Linked DNA regions of Ovis aries: region 2 is linked to region 1. The links are chromatin contacts, called in public Hi-C maps. All regions are on one chromosome and are shown on one strand. Each heading gives the region's core, a stretch centred on a gene start, on an enhancer-like site or on the middle of the called end of the contact. The rest is flanking DNA. Distances are from core to core; before and after follow the strand shown.

Region 1 (3,670 bases), core at 103-2,602:
AAAAAAAAATGTCCTTTTCTCCTCCTTGAGAGCCCTGGCCTGGGACCCCTTTCTCCTTCTCAAGGGCTCCAGACCACTTTCTCCTCCTCGGGGACCCCAGACTTATCAACCTGCCTAGGAATTGACTCTCTTGATGTTCATCCACGTGGACATAAGGGGCTCTGGTGTTCGCTTCTTGCCTCTCTGGTGTTACGTATCTGTCCATTGATGGGTAGATGGAGTGCAACTCTTTTCCACTGGTGGCTAAATTCCCTGGCCTTGCTTGGTACATTTTATCTTTTAAAAGAAACTTTTAATAACCCCACAGTAGACAGACAACTCACTGGATGCCCAGCCCCTAGTGGAGACACACTTGGTCACAGGGACACTGACAACATTCCAAAAGCATTCTGAGAAGTCTCTTCCTGGGGCCTACGCCGTTAAAACGTTAGAAGGTGTTTTTCCTCTTAACAAATAGAAAGCTGGGTTTTAATACAGAACAGATTAGTGCCTGTTAGGGGGGTTTTGTGTCCTGGGGAGCCCTGTGTCCCTGTAGGAGGTTCTGCGCGTCCTGAAGGGGGCTCTGTGCCTTGGGGGTTCCATGTCAGCTGTGTCTGTGGGTAGCTCTGGGTCCTCGGTTGGGGGGCAGTCTGTGTCCCTGTGGCGGGGGTCTCTCTATGGGGAGGTGGAGGGTGGGGGTGGGAGAGTCTAGACATTCCTTTACACTTGACTCTCGAACAACACAGGGGTTAGGGACACCGGCCTTTCACACAGTAAAGAAATCTGCGTCTAATTTATAATCTTCCCTCTTATCCTTGCTATCTACGGTTCTGCAGCTGCGGATCTAACCAACCAGGGTCGTGTACTCTTGAAAAAAAATCTGCGTGTTAACTGGCCCCGCATTGTTCAAGGAACATTTGTACTTCCATTTCTTCACTTCCACCCATTTTGCTCTTTTCGCGAACATTTTACTAGCACACCTGTTAAAAACTCCACAAAGCATTGTTATTTATACTGAGATACTTATCCTTTTATCAATTAAAAATAAGAAAATCTCTTTCCTTAATTTACATGATTTCCGGAGGGGGGCGGGCTTGAGTTAGTATGAGAGTCTGGGTCCTGCCTGCTCCTGAGGTTTGAGGGGCACGTACCCAGTCAGGTGGTTCCCACCCTTAGCCCCGCGCTCCAGAGATGCGACCCCGCCCCTCAGGTCAGGCCCCGCCCCCAAGCCGAGTCGACCCTCCCTCTTCAGACGCGGCCCCGCCCCCCGGAGACGTGACGCTCTCGGCGTTCCCTGCCCCCCCGGCAGGCCGTGGGTGGATTGCTCGGCGCTCCGCGGTTCCCTGGCTGCGCGCGCAGGCGGTGGGCCTTTCGCTTCCGGCCGCGGCAGCATCGGCGCTGGCCAGACCGATCCCGGCGGTCGACCTCCCGGAGCGGCATGCGGCGCTGAGGCGCGGTGGATCCCGCGGCACCATGAACCTCCTGCCCTGCAACCCGCACGGCAACGGGCTGCTCTACGCCGGCTTCAACCAGGACCATGGTGAGGAGAGCCCGTCAGTGGCCCCGGCCCCCCCCCCCCCACCGTTTCCCCTCCTAGCGGGGTCCCGCCCTCAGCCCTGCGGCGGCGTTCTCACCGGCTTCAGGCCTCTTCCCCTGCCCCTGGCGTTCTCTCCCCTGCCCCTGAAGCCGCCCTCCTCCCCCAGGCCGCTCCTTTCCCCCCTGCCCAGGCCGCTTCCCCGCCGCCCTGACCCCCCACCCCCATCCAGGTCGGACAGTGATGGGATTTTCCGGGGCGGCGTCGGTTCTTTCTTGCGGGTTTAGGGTCCCCAGCGGCCGGGACGGGGTCGCATCGAGGTGAGAATGCCCCTGCAGGCCCAGGACCTCGTCCACGAAGGTCCTCACCTTTTCTGCTGATTGTCGTAGAATATGCCGCGGAACTCACACTTTTTTTCTTTTGTTGGGTGGCAACCGGACTGTTCAGCCCGGCTTTTCGGGAGATGGCCTTTTTCGCCTTTCTGAAATCCTGCGTGATGCCGGACTGCGCCCCACTCTAGCCCAGGGAGGGGGATCCGCGTCTGTTCTGAGGGTTCGCTTTGGAAGCGCGTTTGAAGAGGATCCAGAAGCAGGAACTGCAGGATCCATGTCTGTGGAGCCAGTTTGGGGTAGAGTTACGTAGGCCGGGCGGGGGTCGCCCAGCTGTGTCAGCGCGTGGGCGCGTGGGGTGCTGGCTCCAAGGTTCTGACTGTAGGGCCCCGGGACAGTGAAGTGTGTTCTGGGAACTGAGGCGAGGCCGCGATTTCCTACAGGGAGGAGCCGTTAAGGGCGGGAAGAGTCTTGGAGGAGTGGAGTTGGACGAGGGGAAAAATGTGGGATGCGGGCTGGGGACCGCAAGGGTTGTAGGGTCCGCTTTGGGGGCCAGAAGTTGGGCATCGGGCAGTGTGTGGCTGAACACTTTGGATTTTGATTTCCAGAGGAGAGCCAGTAGATTTCTGAAAAGGTTCTGATAGTTGAAAACTCATTAAGGAGTTAACCGTGGTGTAGCAACTTCTTAAGAAATGTGCTTTCAATGGAAAGAAATGACTGATTGATATTAAGGGCAGGGAGAGGCAGTCCTAAAAAACAAACCGGAAACACAAAGCTTACTGACTCCGTGGCATTTAAATCCAAGATTATACACACAGGACTGAGCGACTAAGCAGACATACCTGTCTTAGGGCCAGATGAGGAATCCTTGTAGTAGGTTTCGGTATAATAATTGAGGTTCACAATAAAGCTAATTATTTTAGAAACCAGTGAAGTTTATAATTTTTTATAAAGTGTTGCTGGAAAAAAAATGCATTTATACTTAACCTTTTGCTTACCCTTAGCTTAATTCCCTATAATTAAAATGTATGCCAGGTTATTGAGTTAGTTACATTTTGTTTTTCTGTTGACTTTTAATTTTTATTCCGAATTTTTAGCACTCTCATTGAAACTTTAGCTTTAGAAACCTTTGCTCATAACTTTAAATTGTTTGAACTTTTGACTTATCTTCTCCCAAAGATAAGTTGTATTAGTTTCGAGATTCTGAAGTGTTGATAAGTGTGCGTCTCTGTAATCCGGCTGCCGCTTTTCTTTCTCTTCCTGTGGGAAACAGAAGGTTTGAGTGGACACACTTCTGTAGATTAGCTTTAAGATAGCAAGGACGGGAAGGTTCATGCCAACTGTTGTGTGATAACCAACTAAAATCAGTTAATTTATTTCTCCCACCCTGCAAAATAGCAAGGATAACGCCTAGCCTTCTTAGAGAGTGGTCTCCAGTCTTGTGTTTGTAGGACCTTTTTTTTAAGCTTTTTACTGAAGTGCGTTACTCTTATAGAAAAGTGCATGTATCCTAAGTATTCAGCTTGGTGCATTTTCCAAACTGAACACACCTTCCGCAGCACTCAGGGTAAGAAACCAAATGCCTTGGCACGCCGTGCTCCTTCGGGCCACTCGCCCAGCCTAACTTCCAGCGACATGGACTAGTTTTGCCTGTCTCTGTACTGTATTTTGTTTCTGGCGTTTTTATTCAGCATCGTGTTTGCAAGAGCTTTTTCCCCGTACTGTTGAGTATAATGGAAGGTCATCCTCATGGGTGCAATATTTCTCTGTGTGACTACATCACAGTTGGCTTGTCCATTCAACCTTTGGTAGGCATTTGGGTAGGTTC
Region 2 (3,387 bases), core at 160-2,659, 150 kb after region 1:
ATAAATTATATTCAAAACAATCTCAATGACAAAGTTCTTAAGGCAATTACCTAAATTGCTATCTGAGAAGCGGATGAGTTAAGACAAAGCATTTTGAAAAACTGAAATGTTTCAAAGCTGAGTTGCTTTACATTTTGAAAAAATAATAAAAAAGAAAACTCTAACAACCCCCTCTCCCACTATAACCCAAATGTATTTTCCAGAGAATAGAGTTAAAATAAAAAATTTTGAGCTGAGAAGTCTGTATTAGTCCTGGGTGTGCTTCCTTGTGTTTAGAGAGAAATCTTACTTTTCTATAGCCCTACAGCAGGAATGAACACCGACATCTTACCTGTTTCAGACACATTCAGAGTTGTTTACCAAAGTAAGTTGCTGCAAAATCTAAATGGAAAGGATACAGAGAAGTCAGTATTCCCTCTTTCAAGTGTGTAGTTCTTTGATTCCCTCCTGCACGAGGTCTATATATATATGATTATTTCAGACTTGGGCCAATTGTCACTATTGTTATCAGACAACCTGGTAGGTAGATCCGCAATTGTCCCAGTCTCTTGGACTTCTAGGTAAGTTGCCAGGCGATGGCATCTGATTTCCCCAGTTTGGGGACTGTTGGGCAGATCACTTTTCTTATTCAATGAGTCCAGACTCCCCCCCCCCCCCCCCGGTATCAATGAATTACTCACCTTCATCAGACTTAATCCTTATGAATGAATCTCACTAATTCCCCTCATTCAGAATCTTAGGTATCTTGACAGGACTGGTTAAGATCTTACTTCTTGCCCACTGGACGGGAAATTGAATGTTGTAAACTAAACAGCAGGCCTCACAGATACAAAGCACCAACAGGACCCAGTGCCCTCAGGTGTGGCATGGGCCCAGGAAGAGGAGCGTTGGAAATCCCACAGGAGAGGGTGCGGAGACCCTGGGAGGAGGGCTTGGACACCGCGGGGAGAAGGCTTCCAGACTCTAGGAGGAGTTGGAGACCCCGGTAGAGCACGCACGGCGGGGCAAGGACACGCTTCAGTAGAAGGTTCGGAGGCTTGTCAGGTTCCCCGGAGGTCAGGGGAGGCGGGGTACGGCCAAGGCAGGTGCGCCGCGGGGAGCAAGCCAGGTCCGCGCTCGGGTCCCCGCCCTGCCCCGCTCGGCGCTCGACCTCCGATTGCTCAGGCCTGGTCACCAGTCCGGAGGTTGAAGGCTGAGGGTGTCGCTTCGCGTGCCCGGCTGCGCCGGCCTCGCGCTACCTCTCGCAGCGCTCGTCCCGGGCTTGTGGCGGCTCCCGCATTCGGCCTAGCTTCGCGGCAGCGTGGCTAATGGCACCTCAGCGGAGGGGTGCTCCCAAGGCCCCGGAGGGCAGCGGGGCGGCGGAGCGCCGGCGCCAGAGCAGGTACCAGATAGCGCCGGGAGCGCGCGAACGGTGGTATGGGCGGGGCCTGGCCGAGGGGCGGGGCCTAACAGGGGCGTGGCGTGGTGTGGCTGTGGGCATGGCCCGGTCAGAAAAAGGTGGATCTGGTGCAGGCAGGGCCTTTCCCGGAAAGGCACTGCAGTGTGGGTGTGGCCTGGCCGCGAGGGGCCTGGTTTGTGGTTGGGCGAATCGGGCGCCTAGAGGGGCGTGGTCGTCTGGAGGGCGTAGCCTGCAGAATCCCTCCCGGACCGCGCAGGAAGGGGTTGGGCGGGGTCGGGCGGAGCTGCCGGTCGGGAAACCCTTGACCTCCGCCGCAGTGTGTACCGAGGGCTTTGTACCGAGAGCTTTGTGCCGAGAGCTTTGTGCCGAGACCACGCACGGGGACTGGGACTCAGAGGTCCCCATCGTCTGGTCTCCGCGTGCTTTTCTCAGGGCTGTGCACGATATGGTTCTCCGTTGGGGGACCCGATGAATGAATAAATGATCTCATCAGGTAGCCTTCGAGGGGATTCTGCCTAAAGCTTTCAGAGCCGGAGTGTATTCACTTCAGGATAAATTACTTTCTCGTCGTGCTTGCCCCATGGGCCATGGACCTTGCTTCAAATCCACTTCTGTTTTGGCAAGATTCTCAGTGTGCATTTGGGCCAGCTTACCCTGAACAGAGGTGCTTATTTTGAGGATACCTCAGGGAAGTATTGCTTCCAAATCTGGTCCAGGAGGCTGTTTTTTCCCCTCTTGACTCTACCTCCTTCTCTGTCCCTTTCTGTCTCAGCACCCGGGGTGTCCGAGGCGAAGGTGTCAACAGCTTTGTGCCCACAGTAGGATTTCAGCCCCTGCTGCTGAGATGGGCTGGCAGTCTCCCTGCCCTACTGGGGAAGAGAAATTTTGGCCCCACTGGAGTTAGGGGCCCACCCTTGTCTAGTTAGAGGAGACCAGGTGGGCTAGAGGCTAGACAGCAGTTCTAAGGGTGAGGATGAGGGTCTTTGTGACCTGGGTATCTATGCTCCCTGTTTAAAATGAGCATGTATCCACCCAATATGGTCTGACTCAGCTGTGCCCACCTTGAGACTTAGTTAATCGGAATTTGTGTGTTAGAAAGTAAAAGTGTGAAAGTGTTAGTCGCTGAGTCATCTCCGACTCTTTGCAACCCCATGTACTGTACCCTCCAAGCTTTTCTGTCCATGGAATTCACCAGGCAAGAACACTGGAGTGGGTAGCCATCCCTTCTCCAGGGGATCTTCCCAACCCAGGGATCAAACCCTGGTCTCCTCCATTGCAGGCGGATTCTTTACCCTCTGAGCCAGCAGGGAAGCCTGTGTGATTTTATATATATAGCAATTTGAAATGTGGAGGGACATATGAAAATAGAAGGCAAACTCCCTGCTTTTCAGGAATTAATCATAGACTTGAAGACACGAGGTGCACCTCTTGGAAGAATGTCTGGATCGCTTTTCTTATTTCTGCCAGTCCTTCAAGCCCTACACATTTTTCTCAAGAGTACACGACTGCTCAGTTACACATATGAGAAAACACATACACATGTACACAGACACACATTTGAGTGGGTATACACCATCCAGACACATAGATACACGTGTGTATGCACACACACGCACACGCACACATGCCTGCAAATTCTGCATAGGCAGTGTGAATCCCAGTGGTACAGAAAGTGTCTTAGTGTTGAATCATTTCCGTTGTGCTTGCATTCCCTTCCTGGCTGGCTGGTGGTTTCAGTGAAATGAGTTTGGTTCATGTTTACCTTAGTTCACCCTGGTAGCTCAGCTGGTAAAGAATCCGCCTGCAATGTGGGAGACTTGCATTCGATCCCTGTGTTGGGAAAACCCCCTGGAGAAGGGAAAGGCTACTCACTCCAGTATTGTGGCCTGGAGAATTCCATGGACTGTATAGTCCATGGGGTTGAAAGAGATGGACACGACTGAGCGACTTTCACTACCTTAGTTCACTTTGTGTGTGAGTGTGTACCC

What was found. Hi-C and Micro-C count contacts between places; a contact is called where the count stands out from the background.
Region 2: a contact with region 1 is called in a Hi-C map of liver, with 2.5 times the contacts expected there. The contact joins the promoter of HEXD here to the promoter of WDR45B in region 1. A contact is called at or near these places in 5 of 16 Hi-C or Micro-C datasets (blood, liver, mixed tissues and 2 more).

What each region holds. Positions count from the first base shown.
Region 1 is chr11:49,682,913-49,686,582 of ARS-UI_Ramb_v3.0, forward strand. It overlaps WDR45B (WD repeat domain 45B), which reads left to right and starts at 1,353. Exons shown (of 9, transcript XM_060394946.1): 1 at 1,353-1,519. The coding sequence starts at 1,453.
Region 2 is chr11:49,830,918-49,834,304 of ARS-UI_Ramb_v3.0, forward strand. It overlaps HEXD (hexosaminidase D), which reads right to left and starts at 1,410. Exons shown (of 13, transcript XM_042256217.1): 1 at 681-1,410; 2 at 332-381. The coding sequence starts at 346. OGFOD3 (2-oxoglutarate and iron dependent oxygenase domain containing 3) reads left to right here and starts at 1,176. Exons shown (of 9, transcript XM_027974314.2): 1 at 1,176-1,381. The coding sequence starts at 1,308.